2 separate regions of the Mus musculus genome follow, and region 2 is linked to region 1. A link is a contact called in public promoter capture Hi-C data. All regions are on one chromosome and are shown on one strand. Each heading gives the region's core, a stretch centred on a gene start, on an enhancer-like site or on the middle of the called end of the contact. The rest is flanking DNA. Distances are from core to core; before and after follow the strand shown. Region 1 holds the start of Wdr24 (WD repeat domain 24). Region 2 overlaps Msrb1 (methionine sulfoxide reductase B1).

Evidence for each region. Promoter capture Hi-C pulls out the DNA fragments that hold promoters and counts their contacts.
Region 2: a contact with region 1 is called in a promoter capture Hi-C map of liver, with 3 times the contacts expected there. The contact joins the enhancer-like site here to the promoter of Wdr24 in region 1. A contact is called at or near these places in 5 of 39 promoter capture datasets (the HPC-7 cell line, cranial neural crest, liver and 2 more), 2 of 484 Hi-C or Micro-C datasets (B cells and embryonic stem cells) and 4 of 115 datasets of contacts at active chromatin or transcription factors (embryonic stem cells, kidney, microglia and 1 more).

The regions. Positions count from the first base shown.
Region 1 is chr17:25,820,825-25,825,495 of GRCm38.p6, reverse strand. Wdr24 (WD repeat domain 24) reads right to left here and starts at 1,869. Exons shown (of 9, transcript NM_173741.3): 1 at 810-1,869. The coding sequence starts at 1,290. Fbxl16 (F-box and leucine-rich repeat protein 16) reads right to left here. Exons shown (of 6, transcript NM_001164225.2): 6 at 4,234-4,671.
Region 2 is chr17:24,740,350-24,745,020 of GRCm38.p6, reverse strand. Msrb1 (methionine sulfoxide reductase B1) reads right to left here. Exons shown (of 5, transcript NM_013759.3): 4 at 3,084-3,115; 5 at 2,243-2,711. The coding sequence ends at 3,084. Among named protein-coding and RNA genes, the nearest start is that of Msrb1, 6.1 kb to the right of the region's middle. Within about 2 kb of position 2,625, at least 36 of the 459 cell types and tissues checked have an H3K27ac peak or open chromatin away from gene starts, as enhancers often do. A contact at or near this core is called in liver, where this site is marked.

The sequences.
Region 1 (4,671 bases), core at 620-3,119:
TGCCAGGTAGTTTCAGTGCAGACTCCCAGCCTCAGTTCCCTAGATTCTGCACAGGCAAAGCTGCAGACCTGCCTCAGAAGGCTATGTGTGAGCACTGGAGGCACAGGAGCTCACCCTCGTTGGCTGTCTATATGTCCCAGGCCAAGGCTTGTGGAAGACCCAACGAATGGAAGAGGAGGCTCCTCGTGCTCTGCTCAATGCCCTGCCAGCTGCCTAGTTAGCCTCGAAGGACCGAAGAGCTCAGAGACCATACCCACCTTAAAAGATCGCCAAACAAGGAGCCTGCGGGTACAGTGTCCAGTGCTTTTCCCTGCCACAGACAGCTCAAGGTCTGTTGTAACCCCCAAATTCTCCAGGCCCCAAGGCTCTGCCTGCGCATCATTTGGTCTCATTAAAGATCTGAGAGAGGGGAATGAGGGCTGAATGCAGACAGCTTGGCCTGCCATGAAAGGGGCGCTGTGTACTCCCCACCTCACTCTGAGTCCCGGTCTGAGTCCTGAAGACACAAGGCTCCGCCACTCACTACGGTGTGTCTGAAGGCTCCGCCTTCCCTATTAGCCACACCCACCACCCAGTCTCAATTTCCACTGGTCTGACCTCCTGCCTCGCCCCCCCCCCCACCCCAACAGCAGTGTTGGGCTTATCCTTCTCAGGGGGCCAACCGTTCCCATTTCCACCACTCTTTCTGGGCTGTTCCGCCTCTGAGGGTCCATCTGAGGGCCTCTGATGGACACACATTTCAGCCTGCCTGTCAGGTCTAACACCTACAGAGATCCAGATGTACCCCCAACTTCCTCTGTGGGCCTCACCAGAGAAGGTGCTGACAGAGTCCTTCCTTCGGAGGTCAAAGCACTTCATGAAGCCATCCTGAGAGCCACTGAGCAGCACATGGGCCTCGGTGGGATGGAAACAGACTTTGTTCACTGTGCGCTTGTGTTCTGTGAACAGCTGATCCTGCTTGTTGCGGGATGGCCGACCTAGGTTCCATGTAACCACCACACCATTGGTGGCTGCTGTGGCCAGCAGATTCTCATCCATCTGGTGCCAGACCACATCAGCACAGCTCAGGTTGAGCGAGGGCTTCCTACCCACACGTAAATTCAGCTTCTCTACGAACTGCTCCTCCTCAATGGCATAAATCTTGAAGATGCTTCGGCCTGCCACGACAACCTGGGCAGCGTCGCGGCACACGCTGATGGCATTAGCTGGCGCGTCCAGATGGCAGTGCATGGTTCGGCCCGTCAGAGCACTGCCGCTCAGGGCTGTGCTAACTCGGGACATCTTTTCCATGTCTGCACAGGTATCAGAGGCAGGAGGAGGTCAGTGAAGTGTGCTGACCTGGTCAGCCATGGTGTCCTAACAATTCAGGTTCAGTCTCCTCTCGAACCTTCGGCCTGAGATGGTCCATCAGCCAGTCGTTATCTTAGGAAGGTTCACATTCATTGGAGTTCTCCAGAAGGCTCCAGAGCTAACCTGAGGTTCGTCAGCACCATATCTGACGTCTCCCGATTCTATGTGGTTAATTCTCCATCAGTGAGATCCTGGGGGCGGGGAGTGGCTCCTGACTTCACAGCCCCATGCCTCCGAGGATTGCGGGGCTTCCAAGAGGAAAAACAACCGAGTGGAAAGGGCAGAGAAGCTAGATGGGTATGGACTGAGTTCATACACCTTGGAATGCAGAAGAGAGGCTACAGCAATAAGTGCAGGTGTCTAATTGCACCGTGCAGCGGCAACTGAGGGACCAGAACCAGGTGCTAGAAAAGCCTCTGCCCCGTCGCACGCCAGTCATTTACCGAAAGCACAGAGTGGTCTTCAGCTACAGTACCGGAAGAGACTCACCTACTGCCCGCCCATTACCGGAAGTAGTCCTTTCTTATTCTCACTTCGCCGGAAGTGAGTGACAACTCGTCTTTCACACCATAAGAGTTCCGTGTCTGCGAACAGCGCTTCTGCAGAGCAAACGGACCAGAATTGGGCTCCCTGGTTTTAACTTGGTTATATATGTCCGCTATTGATCGTTTGGTTAGGGTTTCTGTTTTGTTTTGTTTTGTTTTGTTTTGTTTTATGGTTCTGGAAATCGAGCCCGAGAGACAAGTTCTCTACCAACTAGGCTATGTTTATTTTAATCTCAATATCTTAATACCAGTACTTAAACCTTTCCTCCGGTCTTGGAGAAGTAATTTTCTTTTTCTTTTTTTCTTTCTTTCTTTTCTTTTCTTTTTTCTTTTTCTTTTTTTTTTCTTTTTTGGTTTTTTGTTTTTTGTTTGTTTGTTTTTGTTGTTTTGTTTTGTTTTTTGTTTTTCGAGACAGGGTTTCTTTGTACATCCCTGGCTGTACTGGAATTCACTCTGTAGACCAGGCTGGCCTCGAACTCAGAAATCCGTACTGGGATTAAAGGCGTGCACCACCACTGCCCGGCGAGGAGAAATTTTCTAAGGAGACCTTGAGTTCCACCACTCTGCCACAGTGCCACTTCCCCTACGGAAGCACTAGCAGCCTGGTGCCTTTTCTACTCTAGGTCATTATTTCACTGTGTATAGGTCTCAGAGACCTGACCCTGACCTTTCTGGCTCATCTGCAGCTCTACCTTTCTTGGCTCCTCCTTTCTCAGCTTGTTTCTATCCCAGCTTCCTTCCCTCTGAGTATTTTCCTTCTTCTTTCACAGTTCATCAGCTGTGTTATAAAACCATGGCTTCTACCTATGGCTTCTACCCCTGCAGAAGGTGTCTCCTTTACACATAGGTAGGCACTTAGCTCAAATGCCTACCATCTTAGGCCATCCTTGCCACCCCAGTCTAATGTCTCCTTTGTCTACTGTGGTTTGTATGATTACACCTGTTTTGGTACTTTCAGAGCCTGACAACCAGTCATCAGTGGCTTAGTAGATTTAGTCTCCATTGTAAGAAATCAGTGTTGGCTGAGGAGCCTCAAGACCAAGTTCTCAGCATAAAGAAAGATTGTTTGCCCCAAAGGGACAAAGGCTAGGCAATAGGGACAGACAGCAGATAGAGGGTCAGGGAGGAGAGGGAGTAGGGATATTTGACCAGAGGGGATAAAGAACTGCCTCTGGATAGAAAGGAGACAGACATGGCCTATAGACAAATGACACTTTATGACTTTATAAGTGTAAGAGGGAGAAACACCATGTTAGAATGAGGTATTTAATTTTGATTAGACAGGTTAATTAAGTGAACCCATGGGGGCTTTTGATTGCTGGACCTCAATACTTTGATAGCTGGGCCTTCATCGCCAGCCTCAGGAGTAGAAGTGGCCAAATAAGGGAACATACCATGGTGGCTAGCTCTAGGAATATAATCTAAGGTTTTTAGCAAGACAGAAGGCATTGCAGAGAAGGACAAAGCTGGCTAGCAGTCCTCCCTTCAGCACTTGCCCTTTCTCTTGAGGTGGACACAATAGTCTTGATCTTCTAGCAGTCTGTGATTATTTATTTATTTAATCTTTATTTGAGTGTGTGCACATGTAAATGCAAAAATGTGCCTGTGTGAGTTTTTATTTGTACCAATGTGTGTTCAGGTTCCCTAGGCGGCCAGAGAACATCATATCCCTAAAGCTAGAGTTACTGGGCAGCTTAAAGGCATCTGACGTGAGTGCTGGGAAACTGACCCCAGGTCTTCTGTAGGAACAGTAGATTCTTTGCACTACCGAGCCATCTATCCAGCATCACTGGATTATTTTAGAACATCACAATCCCTCACTTAGTGACCCCGTGCAGAAGATAAGGCTCATTTCTGCTCTTGGATAGCAAGATCCTAGATCCTTGTTTTCTTTTTCTTTTTTTTTCTTTTTTCTTTTTTTTTCTTTTTTCTTTTTCTTTTTCTTTTTCTTTTTTTTTCTGAGACAGGGTTTCTCTGTGTAGTTCTGGCTGTCCTGGAACTCACTCTGTAGACCAGGATGACCTTGAACTCAGAAATCCGCCTGCCTCTGTCTCCCAAGTGCTGGGATTAAAGGTGTGCGCCACCACCGCCCCTAGATCCTTTGGAAGACCTACATTTTGACATCAAACACATTGTTCCCTTTTGTGCATTCAGGACATTAGAGAACTTATGTTCGTCAGTTGCTAAGGTTCCAGTCCAGCCCTGAGCCTCCAACCTCTCCTGTTTATGGAGTACCTCTAATGATTTAGGAGGCAGGAAGACCCAGAGACCTGGGCCATCCAGGGCAGAGTTATCCCTTCCAACTTGGTCAGGTGACCAAAAAATAATAACCCACTTGTGTTTTTACAACTTTTTTAATATATATTTTTATAAACAGGTCACGTGATAAAATAGCACAAGAAACACTTACCAAATATAAGGTTATATCTTCCGCATATACAGGAGAATGAGGTCGTTATGTACAATAAGAAAATGATTTTAGGGGTTGGTTGGTTTTGTTTGTGTTCCTCTCTCCCCTTAAATTTTCCTCCTACAGTCATTGGAAATATCACAGCTTCAGTTGCATTAATACTTTGGGCAAATGGACAGCTTCCCCCTCCCTGTTGGGGGACTGTGGGAAGAGGGGCTGACAAATCTGGCTCCTGACCACTTCAGCCTGGGGCCTCCCTGGCCAACACTGCAGGGGCAGGGAACTCTTTGGGCTGTTGAATCTTTACTTTTCGTCAACAGCATCTCTCTCTCTCCTCTCTCTCTCTCTCTCTCTCTCTCTCTCTCT
Region 2 (4,671 bases), core at 1,376-3,875, 1.1 Mb after region 1:
TTGGGGAACACAATACAGCACATTTGTCAGTACAGTCAATGTCCGTCTCCAGACTGCAACCTGATCTCGGGCACAGAACACAGCATCTGAATACTCAGCGCACAGAGGAACCCCAATGCTACCCTTTCTTGCTTCTGCTCTCGTGAGTTCCCATGGTTGCCCAGCTGACAGTAGTCCCTATGACTGCAGTCCGAGAGACAGCTACGACTAGCCCCTCCCTCCTGTTGCCAGCGCCTTGGCCCCTCTACCTCTGCAGCGTGGGCTGCCATTTCACCCTCTGCCTTTGCTCCACTATTGTGGCCACTTTGTCTTCCTGTTGCCAGTTCAGCCTGCACTGCTGACAGTGAGCAAGACAAGACACTGAAGAAAGCCTTTTCTTGGGCCTGATGTAAGAAGACTAAGACTAAACAGCACAGTGAGTGAGTGAAAGTCTATGTACCAATCATAGCACACCTCCCATGCAAATGACAATTTATTCCTGCACCAATCACAAACTGTTTTGTTTGTTTTGTTTCTTTTGGAGACAGGGTTTCTCTGTGTAGCCCTGGCTGTCCCCGAACTCACTCTGTAGACCAGGCTGGCCTTAAACTCAAGAGATCTGCCTGTCTCGGTGTCCTGAGTGCTGGGATTAAAGACTGCACTGCCTGGCTATAGCCTGGTTGTTGTTGTTGTTGTTGTTGTTTTGTTTTGTTTTGTTTTGAACTCCCAGCACAGCAGATCTTCTGCTAGGCCAACAAAAAAGTGCTCCTTCTCTGGCCTGGATAGAGACGGTTATAGGATCATCTAGAACTCAGAGGTTTGTGGTAGAAAAGAATCTGGTATTAACTGTTTCAAACAGCCTCAGCTAAAACTGTGCCTTCTGGAGCCTGGAGCAATCTGCTTCCATCACTGTGAGCTTTGCTCCAACATCCACAGAATGTTCAAGCCAGCCCGTGCTGGTGTTAAGGGTAGTCTGGCTGGCTACTCATCTGGCCTTTCCCTCAAGGCAGCCAGGATAGCAAGGAAGAGTCCAATAGCTGCCATTAGGGAGTCAGTTAGGACAATCACGGGAGCATGAACGTCAATGTGCTTAGAATAAGGAGGTCTCACTGTTAACACTCACAGTGACTTTAGGAGAGGAGCGTCTGTGTACGTAGTCAGTTTGCTGGAGGTTGAAGAGGGGTCCAGAGGTTCTGCAGCCAAGGTCCACATACTTTTCCCTCCTCATAGAAATCCCAGAGCATGAATCCCCCTCCCCACCATCGAGACTCAACCACTGAGGCCATCCAGATCGGCAGCCCCTGTTGAGGTTCAATCTGTATGTATGTATTGTAATGCTAAATACACACACACACACACACACACACACACACACACACACACACACACACACACACACACCCGGTCTGGTTGCCTCAGGGATGAGAGAATCCTCTCTTACCCCAGTGAGGCTATGTTGTGACCTTGCTCCTTAATTTAAAACTATTGGTTGAAATGAAGATGACTACAGCCTATAGCTGGGCGGAAGAGAGGTAGATTGGGTTTTGTTCCCGGGCATGGGGTGTGAGGCCGAGACCACGAGCAAGAGAGAAGGAAGAGAGAGGAGACGACACCATGGAGTAGGTGAATCATAAAAACATGGTCATGAGGGTTGCCCAGTTGGAATGAGAGTGGCCCAAGCAGAACAAGGCAAATTGTAATTTGGGGTTATTGACAGGGAAGAAAGCATAATAGCATAGAGGGTTGATATCCATCCAGCTTTAGTGCTATTAAGGCTTATTATACCTGTAAAGATTTGTGTCTTTTATCTGGGAACTGAATGATCAAAGCTAGGGTAGTAACCCCCAATTAATATTAATTTATTACCACACCAAGCCCCGGCTGGTCAGCAGGCAGTATCACCAGAGCAGGCCCCACCTCCCTTCATTCCTGAGGGACATCTCAACAGTGGGCCAGACAAAGGAACAGCCAGTCTTATTCACAAGAAGGCCTTGAGCCCAGAGCATCTCCAGGTAACTGTTTCAAACTCCTGCAGCCCTGGCCTCTGCCTGGCTCTTCCAAGCTTCAAGACCGTCAAACCTGACATGCACCCTCTTCCCAGAGACTGAGGAATCCTCCTGGCTCTGAGACAGATGAGGGGAGACTAACATCTCCCTAGGGCTCTAGCAGACGCTGGGCACTGTTTGAACACTGTTAAAATCAAATCCAGTACAGTGGCGCTTGTAATCCTAGTTCAATCCTAGCATGAGACAACAAACACGGAAACGGCTCAGGCTGCATGTTTATTGACTTCTACTTGATCATCCCAGAGAGCAATCAAGGGGGGGAGTGGGTCTCAGCTTCAGCCACTCTCCCAGGTGTCAAGAGCTTCCAAACACACCAATAAGGTACAGTGGCTTTCTCTTGGGAGGTACACGCTGGACAAAGTGGTGAGAAGAGGGTCCCTGCCACGCTGGCCAGCTAATGGGGCAACAACTGTCACTTCCCCAAGCTAGAGTGAGGCAAGATGAGTTTGCAGATTATGAAACGGAGTTTTGTTTTCTCTGCCAGAAGGCAAGGATCCAAGAGTTCCCGGTATCAGCCTACTCCCCTCCTCAAAGGTCACGGGTCATCACCACCCTGGCTGGCATAGAAGGATTTGACCAGAGCAGATCATTCGGTGACTGAGGCTGGAGCGGTTGGCAGGGGACAGGGGGCAGGGGGCAGGGGGCAGGCCATTCGCAGTCCATGTCCTGCAGAGCCCAGAACAGACAGGCACAAGCTTTAGTGAGGGCCAAGGCACATCCTCAGAGCGCCACAGGGGTCAGTGTGGACAGCCAAGGAGATTGGTGGCAGTTTGAGGGTCATTTAGAGATGACCTGAACCAAGTCTCCTACAGATTCCAAACAGCCCATGTCTCGGCCCCATCCCCAGCTCAATATGGTAGAGCAGTGGAAACCTTCCAGAAAGTGCTTCCTCTAAAGTGGTTCCCCTGAGAAACAAGGGCGCATAGGGAGCCTCCTCCCCACCCCCGCCCCCACCCCAGACCGAATGCCTGAGGTTCTGACACTAACGTGGGGCTGCCAGAGAGTGGGTGTGCCCATCTGGGAAAGAAAGCTGCTCACCTAGTGCCCCTGGGAGGCAGCAGCTTCTTTGCCTGGAAAAGAGAAGGAAGAGAAAACACATTATGGTTAAGCCATGCTTCTGTTGGGCATGACGGCTCGTATGTGCAAGCCCAGCGAGGCTGAGGCTGGGGATTCGAGAGGAGCAGAGAGTGCTGTATGGTAAGTTCCAGGCCACCCTGAGCTACAGAAGAGACCCAATCTCAAAAGTACTAAAGCACTTAAAGTACTAAAAGGCAGAGGCAGGTAAAGCTCTGTGAGTTCAAGGACAGCCAGGGCTAAATAGTAAGACCTTTCACTCGGGAGGCAGAGGCAAGAGGATCTCTGAGTTCGAAGCCAGCCTGGTCTACAGAGTGAGTTCCAGGACAGCCAGGGCTACACAGGGAAACCCTGTCTTGGAAAACCAAAAAAGAAAAACAAATGAACAAACCAAAAACCTAAAAAACTAAAACCAGGAATTGTGAGATGCCTCTGTGAGTAAAAGGTACATGGCAACCAGGCCTAGCAACCTGAATTTGATCTCCAGGACCCACGCAGTGCAGGAAGAGAACAGAGTCCCACGAATGGTCCTCTGACTCTCACCACATGTGGCACGTATCGCACACGTACCCACAAATACACTACGAAAATAATTAAAATGTACTCTGGGAAGGGACTGGAAAGTTAGGCTGCTCTTCCACGGGGCCAGTTCCATCCCCTGCACCCACATAGTATCTCACAACCATCTGTAACACTAGTACTGGTGCCCTCCCCTGGCTCTGTAGGCACTGCACTCAGGTGGTACACAAGAAATACATGCAGGCAAAACACCCATATACACTGAACAAAAATAAAGGGGAAAAAAGGGATTTTTCTGAAAAGTGTTAAAAGAAAACAACAAAATCATGATTCAGGCTCCTGGCCAGCAGAGCGGCCCAGGGACCCAGCTCAGAGTGCTCTGCGTGCTGTGTGCACATGAGTCCTACAAAGGGAGCCCACGGTCTCTCCCTCCACTAGCAGACACAGAGCACGGATCCACCCCACAGGAAGGCAATGGCAGCAGCTGGTTTTTGAAGGCTCCGTTCTGCAGATCATCTGGCCACAGCCCTTGACTACCACTAAAAAGGTCGATAAAGGTGTTTTACTATACCGTTACTATGTGGTAGGCCCCAGGGCCCACTTTCTTTTTTTTTTCTTTTTTTTTTTAAGATTTATTAATTTATTTATTATATGTAAGTACACTGTAGCTGTCCTCAGACACTCCAGAAGAGGGAGTCAGATCTCGTTACAGATGGTTGTGAGCCACCATGTGGTTGCTGGGATTTGAACTCCTGACCTTCGGGAGAGCAGTCGGGTGCTCTTACCCACTGAGCCATCTCACCAGCCCCAGGGCCCACTTTCAATTGTCCTCAGCAGCCATGTGATAGAAACTATGCTGCCATGTCTACTATAGAGAGGAATGGCAGTTGCTCAGGGTCAGAAGAAAGCCCTTGGTCACACGGCCCAGATCCTCCTCAGCCGTGGCCTACCCCTGCATCCAACCGAAGATTCCAGCCACCGAGAAAACCCCACACACCCTCCCTGAGATGTTCCTGTAGGAGATACCCTGGAT